3 separate regions of the Danio rerio genome follow, and regions 2 and 3 are each linked to region 1. Evidence: chromatin contacts called from public Micro-C data. All regions are on one chromosome and are shown on one strand. The core of a region is the stretch at or near the end of the contact, and the rest is flanking DNA. Distances in the headings are between cores, read along the strand shown. Region 1 holds the start of nsg2 (neuronal vesicle trafficking associated 2). Region 2 holds the start of bod1 (biorientation of chromosomes in cell division 1). Region 3 holds the start of LOC101882859.

Evidence for each region. Hi-C and Micro-C count contacts between places; a contact is called where the count stands out from the background.
Region 2: a Micro-C map of caudal fin shows a contact between it and region 1, with 5 times the contacts expected there. The contact joins the promoter of bod1 here to the promoter of nsg2 in region 1. A contact is called at or near these places in 3 of 18 Hi-C or Micro-C datasets (caudal fin, fibroblasts and hematopoietic stem cells) and 2 of 4 datasets of contacts at active chromatin or transcription factors (caudal fin and embryo).
Region 3: a contact with region 1 is called in a Micro-C map of caudal fin, with 5 times the contacts expected there. The contact joins the promoter of LOC101882859 here to the promoter of nsg2 in region 1. A contact is called at or near these places in 1 of 18 Hi-C or Micro-C datasets (caudal fin) and 1 of 4 datasets of contacts at active chromatin or transcription factors (embryo).

Annotation. Positions count from the first base shown.
Region 1 is chr21:44,969,248-44,973,730 of GRCz12tu, reverse strand. nsg2 (neuronal vesicle trafficking associated 2) reads left to right here and starts at 1,397. Exons shown (of 5, transcript NM_200873.2): 1 at 1,397-1,594; 2 at 2,014-2,172. The coding sequence starts at 2,044.
Region 2 is chr21:45,134,987-45,139,262 of GRCz12tu, reverse strand. It overlaps bod1 (biorientation of chromosomes in cell division 1), which reads right to left and starts at 2,046. Exons shown (of 4, transcript NM_001076712.1): 1 at 1,746-2,046. The coding sequence starts at 1,892.
Region 3 is chr21:44,798,545-44,802,642 of GRCz12tu, reverse strand. LOC101882859 reads right to left here and starts at 1,744. Exons shown (of 13, transcript XR_012396927.1): 1 at 1,691-1,744; 2 at 411-1,432; 3 at 37-69.

The DNA.
Region 1 (4,483 bases), core at 148-2,647:
AAACGTTGGGACAGTATGGAAATAATAGAAAGTAGTGATTTCTAAAGTTACTTTGACTTGTATTTTCTTGTATTTATTTATTTATTTATTGTGTTCCTCATTATTGTGTTTTTGCAACACTTTTAAAAAATTGTTGGGACAGTAAAGCATTTACAACTTTGTAATGTGGCCATTCTTTATCCCATTACAAAAGACGTTTAGGGATTGAAGACATCAAGTGATGAAGTGTTTCCTGTCTTAAGGTGGGCAACAGTACGGTGTCTTCGTTGTTGGATTTTGCGCTTCAAAATGTGCTTCACATTCTTTATTGGAGACAGGTCAGGACTGTAGACAGGCCAGTCAAGTACCTGTATCCTATTCCTTTGCAGCCAAGACTTTTTAATCTGTGCAGAATGTGGTTTTGCATTGTCTTGCTGAAATATGAATGTGCATCTGTGGAAAAGAAGGCAACATGTTGTACTCCATCATCTCTGTACTTTTCAGGATTCATGGTGCCATCACAGAAGTGCAAGTTACCTTTGCCAAGAGCATTGTCGCAACCTGTCGCAACCATTGTCATGACAAACTTTGGATTTTGGACTTGCTGGTAACAGTCCGGATTATCCTTTTTTTCTTTGGTCCAGAGCACACGGTGTCCATTTTTTACAAAAAAAAAAAAATAAATAAAAAAATAAAAATTCACTGATTTATCTGACCACAGTACATGTTTCCACTGTGTGATGGTCCATCCTAGATGCCTCCAAGCCCAGAGAAGTCAATTGTGTATATTGATTTGACTACATTTCATGTCAGTGTTATATTTAGCCACCAGAGGGCGTCAAATATATGAATTATCCATCCTCTGAACCAATAATATAGTCATAATAATAATAATAATATATGTAACTAGTTACTTAGATTACTTTTCAGCAGAAAAATAAATAATAATAATTATAATATAATAAAATAAAGTTAAGGGACTACTTTTAATTTGGGCTAAATTTAATTAGCTACTTTAACGTTTAATGAAATGAATGAATGGAATTTTAATTTTAAGTAGTTTATATATTACAAACTAATAACTATTATAACTATTCTATTACTAGTTACCATGTCATGCCCCATTAAAATTATTATAGATGTGCACTTATAGTCATTTTATCCAATACAATACAATTTTTGCCTTTTTTTAAGTACAACCTATAGCCTAAACAAGCACATAAACACTGTTGTTTTTGTTATCCTGCTTTATTTGAACATTAAAATTTATCCTGTGCAGCTGCACTTCTCTCAGTTCTGCACTAGATGGCAAACAAGTCAGCTTTGTGGGCTGGCATTGAGATTGAGGGTTTCTCGGGGTCTTGCAAAAACAAACGTAGGGTTTCTTTCAGATCCCCCCTAGTGGCTCGAGTGTAAGCGAGGGTTTGGATTTTGCGCGAGGCCGTCAGTATCTGCATCTCTCGCATCAGCGCCACACACACACTCACACCACACACACATACACACATACACACACATCCAGCATCTCCATCTCGACGCTCCACCTGCCCTCATCAACAAGCTGAATTCAAACTGTGTTTGAGCCCGTACAAAGCGTTCAAGTTGACCGCTTTCGGTGAGTACGCGTCTATAAACATCTTTTCATCTGGCGCGGGTTGTGTTTGGGTGGGAGATGAATTGTTATGACTGGTAAAGGGGCGCGGATGCTTTATATGCCGTGCGGCTGATGTTTCGACACCTGGGTGTTTCACAATAGTTAAAGAGTGCTTTTTGTGTTCTCTTTAATCTCAAAAGATCAATACTGTTCAGCTGTACTTGTATTTACAAGGGTAACGTTTGTGTATTAATCGCACAGACGTCTGACAGACGTGCGTGAGGTGTTTACCAAACGCGTTTATATATATAAGGTGTAGCTCCGCATGTTTTATTGATGTGCCTGAGGTGTAAATATTTCTTTTTTTATTTTTATTTTTAACTGAAGCCTGTCTATATATGATTTAAAATGGCTGTTTATTAAATCCTCTACATTTACAGGCTGGTGAGAAAGGAAATAATACTTTAAAGATGGTGAAACTGGGGAGTAATCTACAAGACAAAGGAGCAAAAGCTGTTAGCGTTGAGGACGGCTTTCAGAACGTCCCTCTCATCACGCCCTTGGATGTTACTAATCTTCAGTATCAAGCCCCAGACAAGGTAAGGAACATTTCAGGTCTTATGTAATAGGATCTTACCTCTTTGTTAGGTCATAAAAACATATTCATTATGTATAAAAAAAGTAATTGACAATAGTAGTGCCTAGAAAGAATATTACTTGTATACCAGTTAGGCGTGGGCCAGTATAAGATTCTGACGATATGGTAACCTTGGATAAAAATATCACAGTATTGTGATTTTTGCTCTAAAATATATTCTTTTTAAATGTCTAGGTAAAAAACAAAAACTTTTCCCCCTTTGAAAACAGTATATTTAATTTTTTTGAATGATATAAAATATTTTAGAGCGGTAATGTCAGGCTAGTTAATTCAAATGAATCATTGAGTTCTGCTGTCTTCATTAGTTTCAGAAACACAGATTTCTTTACAATTTAAAATGGCATCTTTGGATATTTTTTCTGCCTAAGATTTACCTTAAAAAAGTAAATGAAAAAAAAAAATCTTACACATACCTTAGGAACGGTATTACAGAAAATTTTTGCAGTTTTAAAACCTTGACTTTTCCAAACCATGGTTTGAAAGCGGTTATTGTTCCATGCCTAATACCAGTAAGTGATGAAATTAACATTCTCCAAGTAAAAATCTCTGGTTATGAGTATATTGGGGGTTGGACTGTAATTTTTAAATGAAAAAAAAAGCCTGATAATGCATTATGGGTTGTTATTGTCAATTCTGAAACACTGTGTTGTAATTATAAATATGTAAAAATCCGATGAAGTGCAGCACTGGTATTTGTATGCGAGCAGCTCATGATAACTGTTTTCAGCATGCAAAATTATCTAAACATTCTATAAATTGTCAGCAAAATAGAAGCGTTTCAAACTAAACAAGAAAGAAAGAAATTCTATTAAAGTTTGAAATATTAAAGAAATATTAATTTAGCAAATTGTTTTTTAAATTATTATTTTTAGTACTACTAAGTAATCATATTTGTTAGTAATAATAAGTAGCATTATTAAATAAAACAGGGTGTTACGGTGGCACAGTGGCAAGCCCGATTGCCTCACAGCAAGAAGGTCACTGGTTCAAGCCTCGGCTGGGTCAGTTGGCCTTTCTATGTGGAGTTTGCATGTTCTCCCCATGTTCGCATGGGGTTCCTCCGTTTGCTCTGGTTTCACCCACAAGTCCAAAGGCATGCACTATACATGTAGGTGAGTTTGGTAAGCTACATTGTCCGTAGTGTATGTGTGTGTATGGATGTTTCCCAGTAATGGGTTGCAGCTGGAAGGGCTGGAGTCCCCAGATTGGATTGGATACATTGTGATTGGATTAAACCCCAGATTAAAAAAGAGACTAAGCCGAAAAGAAAATGAATGAATGACTGAAAAATTAAAACATCTATGATAAACACTACTGTTCATTCAATACTGACATGTTTATACTATAAATAAACACCAAAATCTGAAAAATAATTAAAATAAAATGCAGTTTTGTCAGTTATATGCTATAATATATATATATATATATATATATATATATATATATATATATATATATATATATATATATATATATATATATATATATATTATACATAATATATACACACATTATATATATATATATATATATATATATATGTATATATACACATAATATATACAAGTATAAGTACAAGTATACTATATATATAAGTATATATATATATATATATATATATATATATATATATATATATATATATATATATACAGACAATCATTTACAATTTCTTTCCTCTATGAGTGGTTGTTATTCAAGTATTAGTATTATAAGCTTTCACCCTTTTGCTAAAACATGCTGGTACAATGCTCTGCTTTTACGGTTGGATTGCCAGCCAATGTTCGTAAGGACGCAAGCTGTGACACTTCATGTGGGTGGTACTTCGACCCTCATTTGGGATTCAGCTGGGGAAGGCGCAATCATTCTTTGCACCTGCTAACTGAAGTGGCCTGTCACTCTGCCCAAACCTGTCATAAGTCTGTCACAAAAAAGCAGACTGTCATATTTTAAAGAGAGCACAACCCTCCATGCGAGTCCAGTCACCCTCTCTCCCCAGTCCCCTGGGAGTCTTGACGGATTATTGGCCTGCATGACAAAGAGAAAAAGCCATTTTATCTTTTAACTCAGGGTGACATATGGAGGCTGCATCCTCTGTTTAATGCCTGCTCGGAGGTGAAGAGGATGTGTTGGATTATTAACATGTCTATAGCTGGGGTTCCATCACCCTGTTAATGCGCATTGTAATGTATCGCTTGAGAAACGAGTGCAGGAAATGGCAAATTTTGAATATAAATGCTTTAATAGTTGGC
Region 2 (4,276 bases), core at 797-3,296, 160 kb before region 1:
ACCGCAGAGAGCAGTGCACGTTGGACAGTTAATCAAGAATATTCCGCTGGATCGCTTCTCACTGTAGTTGTTAAAGGTGATACTTAATTCATCTTGTCTCTATCAAACGACTCTTCTGTCTTTTGAATCTATCAGGTAACGTGTCACAGCATCAGTACATTGCTTCAATCTTTCGCTTTCACACTTATACTTAGCGATTTTAGCGAAAACCTCAGATACTGCTGGTTGGTTGTTGTTGGTTGTGCACCTTTTTTACTAACCAAATTTGTCAACGCCATTGTAAAGACAGATCACTCTGTCTATTCATGCCAGAGTCCTGCGGAAAGAGTGATTGACAGGTGGTAATCTGTGTGTAACTTATCTTTATTTATTTATGATTTGGTTATGAGAAAAACAAAGACCATGCAAGTCAGGTAGTTGAAATGGTAGGCTACAAATAACTAATTCTTTATGAATTATGTAATTATTCATAAATAATTAATTCACCACCGCCTACGACGACAATGCCATCATCCATCCCGATGTTTTGGTTGTTGCTAGAGCGGATACGTTTGCGGCCGGAAGTTAACGCAAATTATTTCTATTATTTATTAAATTTCTCATTTGTTGTATTTTATTAACGTCTACCCCCACTCCAACCCTAAACCCAACCGTCACAGTAATGTAAAAACTGTAGTTGTACCAAGTATTAGTTATGTTATCTATTAAATTACCCAATAAAATGTATTTTTAACGCCTACCCCCACCCCAACCCTAAACCCAACCCTCACAGTACTGTAAAATATTAATTATTGTTATACAGTGTCATAAAAAAATGCTGCTTTATTAATGTGCATATTGCACTTCCCGCCGGCCACATATCCGATCTAGACTTTACCCGATGGTTTTACTTTAGAGCACAGGTGTCAAACTCAGTTCCAAAAGGCTCTGCACAGTTTAGTTCCAACCTATTAAACACACCTGATCAAACTAATTGAGTCCTTCAGGCTTGTTTAAAACCTACAGGTAAGTGTGTTGGAGCAGGGTTGGAACAAAACTGTGCAGGGCTTCGGCCCTCCAGGAATTGACTTTGACACCCCTGCCTTAGAGATTGCACGATATCAAATTGGTTGACATCGCCCAACCCTAGTTTACAGAGTATGATCTAAAATAAAAATAAAAATCTTATGGAGGTGGAAAAAAAAAAAAAAAAAAAATCTAAATATCTACAAACATATGGTATTTGCAAAAAAACTTAAATTGAGTACCTTTAAATTTTGGCTGAATAATTACAGAAGCTGATGTGGGATCAGTTTATTGTACGGAGCGCGTCTGTCAGTCAACGCTTATACATGCATTCACTGGTTCAGATGTTGCATATGAAAGGCGACGATCGACGCACTGTATTAATGTAAAGAAAGTGGGATAGAATGGTAAAATACGGGAGAATTTCGGCAAAAACGGGAGGGTTTACGTGAGTGAAGTGAACAGGAAGTGTTTGTGGAGAAACAGTTTTGAGAGAGAACGCAAAACATCTTTGCGAAATAACGTAAAAACTTATAAATATATATTTTCCTCCCATTTTTTCTTTCACCCATTATTCTTCCTTCACCCAGCGATTTTTTTTTCTCCTCCACTAACGTTGCGTCCCTTCCGGGATTCCGTACACCTGCCTTTTAAGGGAGCGTTCAAGCGAAAAACGCTCGCCAGGTTTTGTTTTACTACAAGTGATGCTCCAATGATGTAGATTAAAAACTATATTTCACCTTGGTGTCAACGTCGGCCAGACAGTCTCGTCTGAACTCGTCGAAATGGCCTTTGTTTTTCAGATGCTCCACAATGAGCGCGATGAGCTGCGGGTCTCCCGGAGGAGCGCTCATCAGATTCCCGCTGCCGCTGCTGCCCTCCGCCATCAAATATAACACCGCTCTTTCTGCCTCACCAAGAAAATATGTTGGAATTAATGTGCACTTTTTATAATTCTGTATATTAACACTATCAAAGCTCTTTGATGGCAGCAGATGTAAACAGAGCGCTCCCTCGTCTTCTTCTGTGTTGATTATGTGTGTAGATGTGCTCAAGTAGACACACTGTCACCTACTGGACATAATAACAACAGCACCCCAGTATTCATGAGCCTGTTTCGTTTTGGTTTTTAAAGGACGGCATATAACATTTTACAATAAAATAACCAAGCCAAGAGTAAGTATAAACAAACTACAAATATATAAAATGTACATATGTAATAATTAAATGAATACATTATAAAGTTTACAACCTTTTAACCTGCTTAGGGCTTTCATTGTGTATAGAGAGTTTCTGATGGGTAATTATTAAGGGTAATAAAACTATGGGCACTTTTAAGTCCTTTGATCATAAATCCAAAAAATATATATAATTTTGTTTAAATTCATCTTTCTTTGTCAAACTAAAAATAAAACCTACTTTTAAAAAATTACTAGCTTTCTATTTTATATTTTTTATATTATTCAACCTCCTTTTAGGTGTCAAAATCACTGTTTTCATCTTGACGCACACCCAGAGTTTTAAACTTCAACAAAGAAAACAACATTTTAAAATATTATTTATCTATTAATGTATCCTAATTAAGCACTAGTGAAATAATTTACATATTTTATAGTTATTAATGTGAGACTAATATCAATATTATTTTCTTACATGAATTATAGCTGTCGCACAGTATCAGTGTCATTTCCAGCACAGCACTGTCATTTCACTTTAAAAAGATTGTGTAAAAGATTATTTAGGTGCGGTTTCTATGAAAATTAATAGTGCCATCTGAGAACACGTTCAAGATGGAGGAAATTTACATTTTTATGAACAACACTTGAGGAAAAATCAAGGTAAATATTGCTTGATCAGGAAATACATTTACTCTACGTCATTTCCAAATATGCTGTACCTTCAAAGATGTTTTTAAAAACCAAACAAAATGAAGGTAAATGAGAGTTTTTTGTATACATGAAAGGCTAGCATCAATTCAAAGCTAATCGCTGAAGCTATTTTTAATTTGTTCACAATAAACTGTTGAATTGTCATTTCCACCACTGTCATTTCCATCACCACACACATTTCAAAAAAATATTTAAAAAGTTCTCATCACACATTAAAAGTGTATTCACAATGTATAAGCTCATGCTCTATTTAATATACAAATTCAGTTTGTTTATTTTATAATAAGCTCTTAAATAAATTAATTTTACATTTTAGAGTGTGACAGGTGTACAATTCAGCATACAACTCATTTATTTCATTGACAAATGTATATTTATGGGCGAAGCAGTGGCGCAGTAGGTAGTGCTGTTGCCTCACAGCAAGAAGGTCACTGGTTCGAGCCTCGGCTCAGTTGGTGTTTCTGTGTGGAGTTTGCATGTTCTCCCTGTGTTTGCTCTGTTTCCCCCACAGTCCAAAGACATGCGGTACAGGTGAATTGGGTAGGCTAAATTGTCTGTAGTGTATGTGTGTGTGTGTGTGTGTGTGTGGATGTGTCCCAGAGATGGGTTGCGGCTGGAGGGGCATCTGCTGCATATAAACTTGCTGGATAAGTTGGCGGTTCATTCCGCTGTGGCGTATTTTGTGCTAGATACAAAAATGATCTTAGACAATGTTTGACTGCCATCATTTATTTCATTTGGAAATTAAAAGCTGTATATGGAGATGTGGTGGCATTTATATTTGTTCAGTTCACGATGGAAAAACATGTTTCTCTTCTTATCTAAGTTTGTCCTCTTACAGATCTTAAAACTAGACAAATTGTTTAAACCTATGAGGCTGTTTTACGTTAATTTTGAACAAGTTTTTTACTCAACTTCACAAGGCTAAAAGTGCCTGTAAAGAATGGCCCATATATATATATATATATATATATATATATATATATATATATATATATATATATATATATATATATATATATATATATATATATATATATATATATATATATATAAACACACAGTTGGAGTCCAAATTATTAGCCCCCCTTTGATTTGTTTTTCTTCTTTAAATATTTTCTAGATGATGTTAAACAGAGCAAGGAAATTTTCACTGTATGTCTGATATCAAGTTTTATTTTTTTTTATTTCGGCAAGAATTAAAACAGCTTTTAATTATTTAAAAAGCCTTTTTAGTGTCAATATTATTAGGTCTTTTAAGCTATTTTTTAGACACAAAACAAACCATCGTTATACAAGAACTTGCCTATTTACCCTAACCTGCCTAGTTAATCTAATTAACCCAGTTAAGCCTTTAAATGTCACTTTAAGCTGTATAGAAG
Region 3 (4,098 bases), core at 495-2,994, 170 kb after region 1:
AAAGTAATTACACAAGTACTTAAAGGTTTTACTCACGATGTGATCTGTAGAGCCTTATATGCACAGAAACTTGGGGGAAAAGAAAACACCAATATGTCAACAATCATTTTTCTGTTATGTCAAAGTATAACACACATTCACCATAGAAAAAAAAAGATTCTAATCCACTTAATTTTGAAATAATGTCTGTGCTGAAGGGTTGTCATGATACTGAATATTGGTACCAATTGGTACTGGAATTAAAAGCATCCATTTCCGCTAATATTTAAGTGTTTTTGAGTAGCCAAAATATTATTAAAATGTAATAAGTTGCTTCCAAACTCATCTACAACTAGCACAGACGTTGCCACATTACACAAAATAGTCATAACTTGGAATGCTATAAGAGTAAATCATCATTTATTGTTTACCTGGTCTTTTGTCTATGATTATCAGCTTCAGCTCTTCAAACGTCAGTGGTTCGTTCACGTCACACAGACCCATATTAATTAAGCTGCCAAAAGGAGCCATGATTTTAGTTTACCTCTTGAGTCTTCTGGTTTTTGAGTCGTTCGTTTAGCATGTGGCAGCACGTGAAGAGAGATGAATAAAATCCGAAGACTCGAGAAATGAACGAATCAAAACATTTTCCGGCTCTAAATGCATGACTGGCTTCTGTCTTTCACGCGATGAACGAACGACTCAAAGCACATAGAAGACTCGAAAAGGAACGAATCTTCTGCTCCACCAGCACAATTGTGCGCGTGCGCAATTAAACGAATCACTCCGAAAGGACTCAACGTTTTCGAGTCATACAAAAGATTCATTCAAAATGAACGAATCGTTTATGAACGACCCATCACTACATGTCACCGCTGTTTACCGGGCACAAACACGGATGCACGCCACTTGATCGTTTTAAAAGCCGCGAAGATGAGCTGGCGTGTCTATGGGCTGACATTTAAGAGATCCGCTGATGATTCACAGTTTTAAAATGATCCGCTGTCTCTGTATCGGTGTTTGCACTCGGTAAACAGCGGTTAAGTGCGGTGAACTGGTGACCTTCACGGCCAAACGGCGGGGTTTAGGACCGCGCTCAACAGCGAATTTCAGTTAACGTAACTGTTACCGAAAAACAGTATCATGACAACACTAACAAGCTGTTAAAATGCAACCTCTTAACAGAGAAACGTTAATTAGGAAGTAATTTGAAATGGACTGAAAATATTTAACCAGCAGTGAGCTCGACAGCCATACAGACACAGTTAATTTTACACTACATATGTTTATATCATATAACTTTCTCTGTAAGTTACCATCTTAATATGTTGAAACAACAAAATACTGACCTAACAGTTACCTGGAGCATTGCAGAGTTGCTCTTGAAAGCAAAACTTCGAGGCTAAATGTAGCCTAACGTTACCGTCTTCTTCAGAGAGTTCACAGTACAAAACTAAATGGATATAAAAGTAAGATTAGAAATCGCAAAAACAATTTAAGTAAGATCATTGGCATCGTTTAAGCTTTATCTTTAACGTTAAGGTGACCACACTGTGATAAAATCGATGGAATGACACGGTCACAAAGTGACTCATAATCAATGTTTTAACAAACAAAACGCATCAAAGTACAACATATACCGTTGTGTTAGCACATTTACTCATATAAATCGATAAAATTATGTTTTAAGACGTTAAACAAGAGAGCTTACCTATACGCACGAGGGAGCAGAAAATGGCGCCGACAAAACTCCAACACGTTCTCTGCAGGGGGTAGATTGAGGGGCGGAGCTTAACAGAGCAAAGTTAACAACGTAGAATACAACTCTGATCATTTTCACCAACACAAGGGGGTGTCTTTCACCGTTTCTTGTAAAATTAACTCATTTTGAGTAAATGCAGATCAACACAGCTTAATTAACACAGCGGATTTTACTGTGCAGTATTGAATTCAGCTAATTTATGAATTTATTAAAATCATTTTAACATGACTGTTTAAAACTTTTTTAGGGAATCCTGAATACAGTACATATGTGGATGGGTTGTACAATTTGGCCTTGTTTGATCTTGTTCAGTCAGATCTTGTTTTGATTTTGACATCCTCTGCTGGTTACAGGGAGAACAACAGCAGTGCATTACACAGGCGAAGTCAAAATTATTCCCCCTCCTGTGAATTCTTTTTTCTTTTTCAAATATTTCCCAAATTATGTTTAATAGAGCAAGGACTTTTTAAAAGTATTTCCTATAGTATTTTTCCCTTCTGGTTAATTCTTATTTATTTTATTTCAGCTAAAAAAAAAGAAGTTTTACATTTTTTAAGGTTAATATTATAAGTTACCATAAGCAATCTTTTTTTTTTTTTCAGATTGTCTACAGAATGTACAATGACCCTAACTCAGCTAGTTGACCTAGTCAAGCCTTTAAGTATCACTTTAAGCTGAATAATACTATCTTGAAAAATATCTAGTAAAATATTATGTACTGTCATCATGGCAAAGATAAAAGAAATCAGTTATTAGAAATGAGTTGAAATGTGAAATGTGTTGAAAAAAAATTTATATAATATAATTTATAAACAAATTAAATAAAAAATATATTTTTAATTGTCATAATAATGTGTTATATAAAGTGGGTCCCAGGATGTACAAGAAGCACTACATTTAATCACATTATTTGTTACGCGCCATGTCTTTATTTTTCCCCAGTAATTTCAATAGACTTTATGCTCTCAACTGCTGTACCTGATGACACTTGCATTTTGGATTTACTATCCATCAACTCCAGTTTATAATGCTCAAAACAATAAAGTTATAGATGCTTAAGTATTGTAGAAGAAGAAAAAAAAGCGCATGGCACTGAACATTTTATTATTTCACAAACAAATAAATGAAATTAGTCCTGGAGCAATCCATAAAAGTAATATAATGAAAACTGAGATTACTGCAAACATTTTTCTGAGACTATGTTTCAAGCGTTCACAATAATGCTATTCACACCAGACGGTGAAGAAGCATCAAGCGTAAGTGATTTACATGTTAAGTCAATGCAGACGAGCGAATAGGCATCCTGAGGCGCGATATGCGCGAATGGTGTGGCGCGAATGACGTGAATTGCACGTTGGTTTCCCCCACAAGTCCAAAGACGTAGGTAATTTGGGTGAGCTAAATTGGCCGTAGTGATTGTGTGTGATTGAGTGTGTATGGGTGTTTCCCAGTGATGGGTTGCAGCTGGAAGAGCATGCGCTGCGTAAAACGTGATGGATAAGTTGATCAGATTAATAAAAGGGACTAAATCGAAAATAAAAGGAATGAATGAATGAATGAATGAATGAATGAATGAATAACTAAAGCAATCTCGATTGTACTGAGCGAAAGCACTCGTCTTTTAAACTGAACAGTTGCATCATTGATGATTTAAGTTTTTTGTTCCAGATGTGGGACACAGTTTATTGGTTCAGAAAACCTAACGTGAGGTGACAACACAGTTGGTTTTAATCTGCGCTAGTAGTTTAACATTGGCTTGGTGTTTCCTGGCCTTTATAGATTCCCAAAAAATAAGGGTTAGGATTTTAAAGTCCTTTTTGGGATATTATTAAATTTGAATGAATTTATATTTATGTTTTTATAACTATGTGTCTGTTGCAGTTGTTTTGCTGCATCCAAATTGCCTCAGAGGGATCTCAATAAAGTTTGACCTTAACCTTGTTATTTGCCACCATGTTGTGCATAACAATCCATGTAATGTACACCTAGCCATGGATAATCCCTTACATAAGGGATAATCCACACTAGACATGCATTATGAGTTTAAATTTAGAGCAGTATACATTTTAATTTAGAAATGAGAAACATGGCCATAACTAAAGAGTAGTATTTAAGCCGCCTTATACATCCATTCTTACTAATAAAAATGTTAATGTTGTTCTGTTAACAATATAAAAAGAAAAATATTATAATACTAAAATGTTTTCTAATGAATTATTACACAAAATGTATTGATTTAATATTTTACTTAAAAACGCACACGTCATCATGTGTTTCAAATATATTATGTATATCCAAACTTGCAATCCAATTTTCTTTTAATAATTAAAATACAATGAATAGCTCAATAGGTTGTC